Linked DNA regions of Zea mays: all the other regions are linked to region 1. Evidence: chromatin contacts called from public Hi-C data. All regions are on one chromosome and are shown on one strand. Each heading gives the region's core, a stretch centred on a gene start, on an enhancer-like site or on the middle of the called end of the contact. The rest is flanking DNA. Distances are from core to core; before and after follow the strand shown. Region 1 holds the start of LOC100276090. Region 2 has its middle 45 kb from the start of LOC100281477. Region 3 has its middle 18 kb from the start of LOC100382367.

Evidence for each region. Hi-C and Micro-C count contacts between places; a contact is called where the count stands out from the background.
Region 2: a contact with region 1 is called in a Hi-C map of tassel, with 2.7 times the contacts expected there. The contact joins the enhancer-like site here to the promoter of LOC100276090 in region 1. A contact is called at or near these places in 3 of 25 Hi-C or Micro-C datasets (leaf and tassel).
Region 3: a Hi-C map of tassel shows a contact between it and region 1, with 4 times the contacts expected there. The contact joins the enhancer-like site here to the promoter of LOC100276090 in region 1. A contact is called at or near these places in 4 of 25 Hi-C or Micro-C datasets (ear, leaf and tassel).

Annotation. Positions count from the first base shown.
Region 1 is chr9:105,825,787-105,828,799 of Zm-B73-REFERENCE-NAM-5.0, forward strand. It overlaps LOC100276090, which reads right to left and starts at 1,579. Exons shown (of 3, transcript NM_001348922.1): 1 at 1,384-1,579; 2 at 247-430; 3 at 1-85. The coding sequence starts at 417.
Region 2 is chr9:106,161,706-106,164,718 of Zm-B73-REFERENCE-NAM-5.0, forward strand. No RefSeq gene overlaps it. Among protein-coding and RNA genes, the nearest start is that of LOC100281477, 45 kb to the right of the region's middle. Within about 2 kb of position 1,621, at least 17 of the 20 cell types and tissues checked have an H3K27ac peak or open chromatin away from gene starts, as enhancers often do. A contact at or near this core is called in leaf and tassel, where this site is marked.
Region 3 is chr9:106,092,844-106,095,856 of Zm-B73-REFERENCE-NAM-5.0, forward strand. No RefSeq gene overlaps it. Among protein-coding and RNA genes, the nearest start is that of LOC100382367, 18 kb to the left of the region's middle. Within about 2 kb of position 1,483, at least 17 of the 20 cell types and tissues checked have an H3K27ac peak or open chromatin away from gene starts, as enhancers often do. A contact at or near this core is called in ear, leaf and tassel, where this site is marked.

The DNA of each region.
Region 1 (3,013 bases), core at 329-2,828:
CTTCCTGCACAACCACACGTTCGTTCGATTCATCAAGTCTGTCTCTCAGATCGTTGTTGGCCTCTCTCAAAGCATAAATCTTATCCTGCACTTGTAACATCAGTTTTTTATCAAAGTCCGAAAGGGGGGGGGACTCACCCATTGGAAAAGATTACACCCTTCTGATCCCTTCAAACACAAAATGTGGAATTAAAACCAAACTAACATGTGGAATAATAGCACAAAAAATGTGGAATCAAAACAAACCTTTTGGCAACGAAGGAATCCTCTGCTTGGGTTGGAATCGGTCCACGAGGTCAGCTCCAACATAACACCTGAGCACTTGCAACAAACAGGATTATCTGCATCCATCCATTTCCGGTACGACACCGGAGGCTTACGAGGTGATTTTGAAGAGCCAGAGACAGATGAAGTCATGGAGAGCCTCTGCCTAATCCAAAAACCACAAAAATAACATAAGAAACATAATTATCAGCTTGATTGATGACACACTAGCATCTAAACCCAAATCTGATTAAGGAGAGTGCATCAATAGGTCACTATATAATAGAAACACTGGTGTATGTTGGAACAAATAAAGAACCGTGTATAAAAGCAATGTTTTTACTGAAGGATAGGGAGCATCATTCATCCCTTTTTGCTATGTGATATGCACCTACATCCTGATACATATAATGAGTAGAAAGTAGCTGTGCGTATATAGTTGCATTGAGTAAATAGAATTTATCCCCAGACGTGATTCTTCAAAGTTTTTTAGTACAATATATGGGAATAGACATACATTTTCATGCCGTCACTTGTTCATCAATTTTAATAAATTCTCATTTCTGATTTGGATCTTGAAATGGATTACGGTGTCGTCTGAGGGCAAGATGTTATATGCATTTCGAACGTTATAATTTCCTTTGACCCATCTACAACCATTTTTGCAGGAAAAAATAAAATAAAACCATGTTAGTAGCAGTGAACCATGTGAAAAAATAAAATAAAATTAACTGATTTGTTGTAGCACAAAGCACCAGTCACATGTAGTTGGAAAAAAATATTTTCTTAGGGCTAGTTTGGGAGCTCAATTTTCCTAAGGGATTCTTATTTTCCCAAGGGAAAATGAACTAATTTCCCTTAGGAAAATGAAAATCCCTTGGGATAATGTGGTTACCAAACTAGCCCTTAAACATTCTGGCCACCATGTGGCGAGCCCAAAGCAGAGATGACAAGAACCCTCAATAGATTTGTTTAGTTAATCTGATTAGGTGCAGTTTACAGGCTGATGTGAGGTTATGAGTAATTGAACAAGCTTGCAATTTTGAACCCCCCATAGTTTAGGATTTTGGTTCCCCGGGAAAATTGGAAAAAGGTGCCTGGATGGGGAAAACAAGTCACCTGGATTCGAACTCGCAGGGCAGCACTTCTCTTGACGTCCAGTAGAGGGCTCAAGGCGTGAACAGGACCAGTGGCGTCGAGGAGGGGTAGGCGGTGGAGCCAGCGGCGTCGGTGCGGTGGAAGGCGTCGGAGCCGGCGGCACAGAGGTGGGGGAAGGCGTTGGTGTTGTCCATTTATGGGTATTTCCCTTTATTTTCTAACATAGAAAAGAAGAAATAGATTAAAAAAAAGGCGGCCAGCCGAACTGGGCCTCTACAAGGCCGCTCCCCGCGGACTTTCTTGGGCCAGTTCAGATATCACCCCTGAACTTCCCGGTTAGTTCTGTTTTCACCCCCCGAATCTTTAAACCTTCATATCTTTCTCGTTTTAGCTCCGTTTTAACCCGTTCAAGTTGTGTTGGGTTCATAACAACAAAACCTACGCTTTAATGCTGTTGTTCACCATGTCAAATCTCTGTGATTTTATTTATCATGTTAATCTAATAACTTACTTCTAGTTAGTGTACCATTGCCCCTAATAACACGTTACTTCTCGTTAGTGCACCGTTGCCCCAAATAACACGTTACTTCCGGTTAGTGAACTGTTCCCCTTGTAATATGTTACTTCCAGTTAGTGCATCGTTGCTCCTCAAAAGATATTACTTCTAGCTAGTTCAGCGTTGCCACTAAGTATGCGTTACTTCTAGTTAGTGCCTCGTTGCCCCTCGAAATACTTTACTTCTAGTTAGTGCACCGTTGCCCCTTCTGATACGTTACTTCTAGTTAGTGCACTGTTGCCCCTTATAATACGTTACTTCCGGTTAGTTCATCGTTGCCTCTCATAATACGTTACTTCTAGTTAGTGCCTCGTTGCCCCTTGTAAGATGTTACTTTCGGTTAGTGCACCGTTGCCCCTCAGAATACGTTACTTCTAGCTAGAGCTTCGTTGCCCCTCGTAAGATGTTGCTTCCGGTTAGTGCACTGTTGCCCTTAATCATACGTTACTTCTAGTTAGTGCACCGTTCACAAAATAGGCCTTCGAATAGTAAAGAAAACGATTTAATCCTATAAATAGTGACAAAATAGTAATATTTTAGAAAACTTGGATTGTAAGAATCTAAAAAGATATAGAGTGGAATAATATTCTAGATTAAACTAATCTATTCAGTTTTTGTACCTCTTTAGTTGAAATTTCATATTTTTTACCCTAAGGAGGTGTTTTAAACAGCTTAGTTTCATAAAAACCAGCGCAACTTCATAAACTTCAGAGTTGAGCAGCGTTGTTTCAAAGTTGCAGCGTGTTCTAGAAGTGTTTGGCTTTCAAACCAACTTTAGCTTCACTAAAATGAGATTTTGTTTAGAAAAGTCCTTTATATATACCCATGAATGATGTATGAGTCTGTTTTAAATTTATGAAAACTTTAATAAAAATAATAGTACACCATATATATAATAGGGTTTATAATACATACTAATATAGTGAGTACAATTAACAAATTTTATAAATATCCTAAAACAATACCATTATAAATTTGGGACACAATAAACTACTATCGCTATATATTAGTTCCAACCTTGAGTGATAGTCGTCGTTTGATAAAGCAAAAGCTTCAGCCATTTGATAAAGCAACACAAAGTTTAAGAAACAATAG
Region 2 (3,013 bases), core at 371-2,870, 340 kb after region 1:
TATCTAATTTGATTCTTGCTAAAACTTTTCCTTGATTCCCAAATCCAGCATACCCTTGAAAGTCTTTTCTTTAGTCAGGTAAGTCTTGCTGAGTAATTCCGTACTCAGAGTTTTATTCCCTATTGTTTTTCAGGTCATAGTTTTGTGCTGATGATGATGGTGTTAAGTGCCGGTGGGCTCGGCCTTCTTATAAGTTTAAGTAACTCTTCTATACTTTTTATTGAGGATGGTCACTTGAGCTAGCATATATTTCAAACTTATACTTTTGTAATCACTCCGATGAATATAATGAAAAATTTTTGTAACCTGTAAAATTTGGTAATAAGATTTTCGCTGCAAAAATGTTGATGTGTGTGATTTGTGTTTACTTAATCACGTGGTTCTGGTTGTAAGTGGTTTATCTGGTGTCCTTGGGGCAATCGGACGGATCCTGTTAAGTTAGCTGGTGCACAGACATAGCAGTCTGAGGTCTTTGAGACAAGGACAGGTGCATGTGGGCCCAATAACTTAGGAGGTTCTGCCACACGTTCGATCACAATCAATGGCTCAGATCAATCCTCTCAACGGGTATGCCAGGGATCTGATCGCCGCCGTACACCCCCACATCCCATGGCACACACGGTTTTCCCCCAACCCTTTCTTCTTCCCTGGGCACCACGGATTGAACACGGCGGCCAGGGAACCCACCATGGCGGACACCATGGCAGAGCACGTGTCACGACGCAAGCTCGACTCCCCGATTCAAAAGAGCGACATGCAGAGGAGAATGCTACGAATAACATGGATAGGTTGATCACCTGCAATCGGCTGCAGAGGAGCCCGCCCACGGTGCGAGCGGAACCCACGGTGGAGCACCAACTCCGGCGTGAAATCGCGGGTTCCCCGATCGGCAATCCCATCTAGCGAAGCACCTTGTGCCATCCATGCCTCTAATCAAAGCTCCCAGACCCACTGGTGGAATCCCGAGCGGTAGCGTGGGCGAGTTCCACGGCGGTGGAACCACAACATCGGCGCAAAGGCGACCGACCACCACAGTGCCCAAAACGTCGATTAAACCGAGCTACGCATAGAGGAGACAATAGCGAACGTGGGGGATGAGGACTCACCAGAGAAGGAGTCTGCGGAGAGGCTGACCACGGAGGACAGTGGGTTCGCGGTCTCCCGTGAAGAAATCCCAAGCCTCGGGCGCCGGTTCAACGCGGCGAGGCCACAATAACTTCTCCACGCACAGGTGGAGCTTCACGGCACGGCACTGGGGCAGCGACAACGACGAGCCCACCGGCGATGGCATAGCTCGGTTCTTTCTCTCTCTCTTCGTTCTCACCATGGAAATGGCGGCGCCACTAGCTTAACCCACGCCCCTTGTTGACCGCGACCCGCGGATGGCTAGGGAAGAGGAGGTATAGGGGGGTTTGGCCCGCTTTTGTAGCCGGTCGAGGGGAGTCCATGGGCGCAGGGGTATCGGGCGGCGTAACAACATGCCCGAGATGCCCGGCGAGGAAGAGAAACTGGGGAAAGGGTGGGTCCCATGCGCCAGAGAGGAATGGATCAGCTGGCGCGCGCGCGACTACGCGTGTAGTGACTGGTACACAGGCCCCATGCATCAGAGTACGTGAGCGTTGGTCGTGTGTGCGTGGCTGAGACGGGCAGGTGGGGCCCGCGCGACGGCGCCTTGCAGCGCGATTCAAAGCTGGGCTGCGCGGAGAAAGGAATTAGTTGGGCCGCGCGGGAGGTAAGGTGGGCCGGCAGGTGAATCTTGGCCCAAAGTAGGTGAGTTCTTTCCTTTTTTCCAGTTTTATTTTATTTTCAAATTTCGAATTTAGAATTCAAATTTCAAATCTGCAACAATCCAAAAATTACTAATCATAACAAAAATCTATTATCACTTTATTTTTTTTATCCTTACTTAAGTTAATGATTTTAGGTATGCCACTCATACATACAAAATAGGCATTTAACAACATAATTCCTAGTTGGATAGAATCTCATAGAAAGAAATTTTTAAATACATATTTGAACAAGGTAATAATTTAGTTTTACATATAGACTCTTTTTCTTAACCTTTATTAGGTAACATACTTTATTTTATTGTTCCAAGTCTAAATTTTAAATTTTTGCTTCCCAAACTTGGACCTAAGCTTTGAGTTACCATACTATTATTATTTATTTTTTTGAGAGATTTATTTTATGAAGGAAAGGAATTCATTATTGGCAGATATTTTATTATTACAATTTTTCTCTTACCAATTTTTTGGGCTTTACAGCAGGTGTGGGCACGATGGCTGGAGGCCGGGCCCAATGGCAGGGGCGTGGTACGGGGATGGTCCTAGGCCGTCGGATCTCGGATGGACGGTTAGGATTAGATACAATTTATTTAAATAGGAACTGCCCAATCAGAGATCGAATGGCTGGCCTCGATGTCGCCTGTGTCCGCGGCAGGGAGTTCGCCGGAGACGAGGAGCGCGGACGCTCTGGGGATCCTAGGGAGACGAGGATGGCTCGGTGAAAGTCACCAAAAGGGGGTGAATAGGCAAAACCTGAAAATTATAAACTTTGAACACACACTTTACCCGGGGTTAGGATTAGAAATAAATAATAATGAGTTAGGAGTGTGGAAGATAGTTCCTCACACGGGTCACTAAGACCCCCCAAGGATCACCACATAATTAGATATCTCTTGTTTGCTTTACAATGCGCTTGGAAAGATTAGAGCGAGAAGAAGAAAGCAACCAAGCAACAATAGCAACAAAAGAAACACAAATCACTCTCTCTCTCAAGTCTCTAAGCACTTGATTTGATTTTGGAGCTTGGAGAGGATTTGATGCCATGATTGTGTCTTTGGAGTCTATTCTTTTGCTCTAGTGTTGAATGAGGAAGTTGGAATGCTTGGATGGCTTGAATGGTGGTGGTTGGGGTATTTATAGCCCCAACCACTATTCCAGTCGTTGCTGTCGATGGGCACACCGGATAGTCTGGTGGTCCACCAGACACAACATTGTTCACTGTCCAGTGC
Region 3 (3,013 bases), core at 233-2,732, 270 kb after region 1:
TCCGCGGCACACACAAACAAGTCACCAAGCTTCAATGCCCGAGCCGAGCACGCACGGATTCTGACCACGACGCTAGTGAGATCTTCGACTTGACGAGCCTGATCTCGAGCCATACATGCAGGATGGTTCCAATCAAGGGCTCGGAGAGCATCACTCACCTTCCTAAATCATGGTGCCCTCACGAAGTTGCGCGGGGAAGTCGCGAGTGGATAGGTCGGCATGGAGACCGCTCATGGCACCGGTCTGCAGCGGCGCAACCACGTTCCAATCAGGTGATAGTGGTAAAGTTCAAAATACCAACTGGGCAAGCTTCACTGACCTATGTAGATCATGGAACAAGTTTCCCCTGGGCATGAAATTCTTCGAAGCGCCCTGGCCACGGTGAACTGAGAGGAACAAGTGTGTGGTCACCACTTTCAGGTTTTTCAGAGGCACTGGGGTTTCTTGGGTGGAGGGATGGTTTTAGTTGGCCATCCCTGTGCACAAGGGTGATAGCAACTGATGCTCTATCAGGTGGTGGTGGAGGAGCACAGAGATATTTGAAGTACCCCTTTATGGGAGTTGAGGGTGGTGGCATGAAGTGAAAAGGGTAAACTCTATTGGCCTCCACATGTTCACAGGAGGGGTGGACTTGAGGCCTAGCTAGTGCATGAACATATGCACGTGGACACCTTCACCATAACCCACACTAGCCCCAAGCACAGGAACAAGTTGAAGCATTCCTTTGCATGGCGGACAGGGGAGGGTAAAAGAATGAGAGCTCAAGTTGCTGACAACATAGCAGACCAGCAGCTGAGTCATCTCCCAGGAACAGGCTCCAAACTTATCTCCTTTCTCTTCTCAGGGCAGTAAAAATGTACTCCAAATATTCTCATTTCTAATCCCAAGTTAGTTTTTGTAAGGCCTAAAATCCTATTTTTTTTAAAGAAAAAATTCTCCAAAGATTTCTTTTTGAATTAAATATCATACTTACTTTATTCTGGAAGTTAACATCCCTTGAAACAAATATTGTTTCTAATAAAAGATTTAATAAAAGTACCCCCTATATGATTTTAGTTACCCCTCAGCGGAAATAGACATTTATAATTATTCTCAAAAGGATTTTATAAACTAGAGATTCTAATTCTTAAACTACCTATTCTTTGTTTTAGCGTATATGAATTTCATATTTAAAATCATTTGTGTAAATAGTATAATAAACAAAATAAATTAAAACAATCATATTCATACTAGAATACTTTTGTTTGTGCATTTATTTTTGAAAATAAAACTCAGACCTAAATTCAAATTGTAATTTGGATTTGAAATAGAAAAAAAAGAGCACATAAATAGAAAAAAGAAAAAAACCTAACCTGGGCTGAATCCACACCTTGGCCCATCTCCACTTTTATCTTTCCCGCGGCCCATCTACTTCTTATCCCCTTTTCACCCGCGTGGCCACTCCCAATTTGCCCCGCTCTCGCAGCCGTCCGCGTGCCTGCGTTGTGGTGTCGCTGTCAGGTGGGGCCCACGACCTAGCCTCAGCGCACTCGTGGCACTGATGTATGGGTCTGTGGTGTCAGCTTCGCCCCCATCTCGGCCGCAGACTCAAATAGAAAACGCCATTGTTGAGATGATGCCGGACACCGCGGATCTTCAACACCACCCAACCGAATCCTCAACCGCCGCCGTGAACCGCGGACCTGACTCCGCGCGTGCTTGGACTCAAGTTCGTCCCCGGCTGGTGGGGTCCCACCTATCATCATCTAGCGCCGTCGGGGTAAAAACCAGGCAGAGCTCACGGTGAATTCTCCGGCGATGGCTTGCGCTCCTCAACGGTCTCCGCCCATCTATAAAACCATGGCGTGGGTTTTCCCTCCCCTCATCCTTCTCCTCTGTGTACCGCGCGACCTATGAGAGTGTGGGCATGGTAGACCGAACCGGGGCGGAATCCGTTCACCGCCGTTTGGCCTTCTCGCCAGCGTCTTGCTCCTCGTGACAGCACCGGAGGGGCCGCCTAGGAGGAGGGAGTCTAGTGCTGACCTCGGGCAGAGGTGATGGCCACTGTCGCGGCGGCGATTCCTCACCGTCGTGGTCACGGTGTCGTAGTTCCGCTCCGCGCCGTGGACTGGGTCAGCTACGTCTCCATCCCTGGTATGATACCCATGACTAGGTTCACCTTAAGCTCCTCATCAATTAGCACCGATCAGTCTTGTGTTTGGGGAACCAGAGCCTCGACGGGTGTTCTCCAGCCATGGTGCCACCGTCGGCCCGGGTAGCGCTGTCGTAACTGGGCGACTGGAGGATAGGGTCACGACCGTAGGGTTAGATGGGGGGAGAGCGCTCGACCGCTGATCTAATGATGAACGACTCCGATTAGAAAACGGGTACCGCCCCTTTTGTGGGATTGTCCTGGGTCCTCGGATCACGATCCTGCGACTTGGATCTGATCTCGTGGATTTTAAATCGTCACCATCGATAGAGTATCCAATGGCCACAAATCCTTAACGGGATTACGGTAGAGTAGATCTAATCATGGGCGCCGGTTTCAGATCGAATGGCCCAGAATGTGGGATACCCTTTGGCCATGACATTATGCTAAACAGCCCCCATGGAAACTGTGAAACAACCCATCGTCCTGGCCATAGTCAAAGCCTTACTTTGGGTCCCTGAAACTTGTAAAACAACCCCTGTGCTCTCTGGTTATTATGCACGTAGTCCAAGAAATACAGAAAATAGGAAAAAGGAATATAGAAATTGGTTTTTAAACAAAAATAATTCTAGAAACTTGAAAAATTCATATTTAATTCATTTTAAGTCCAAATTAATCCATTTCAATTTCTATAATTTTGTAATATTATTGTTTATCATTTAGTACCACTGTTTTGACATGAATATCACAATAAAATTTGTATCCTAATTAATCTTGTACAAAACACATAGAATCTTTGGAAATCCATAACTTAAAATCTATAACTCCAAAATTAATAATTCATGTTCCTGTGATCTTATTTCAATATGTAGATTATTAATA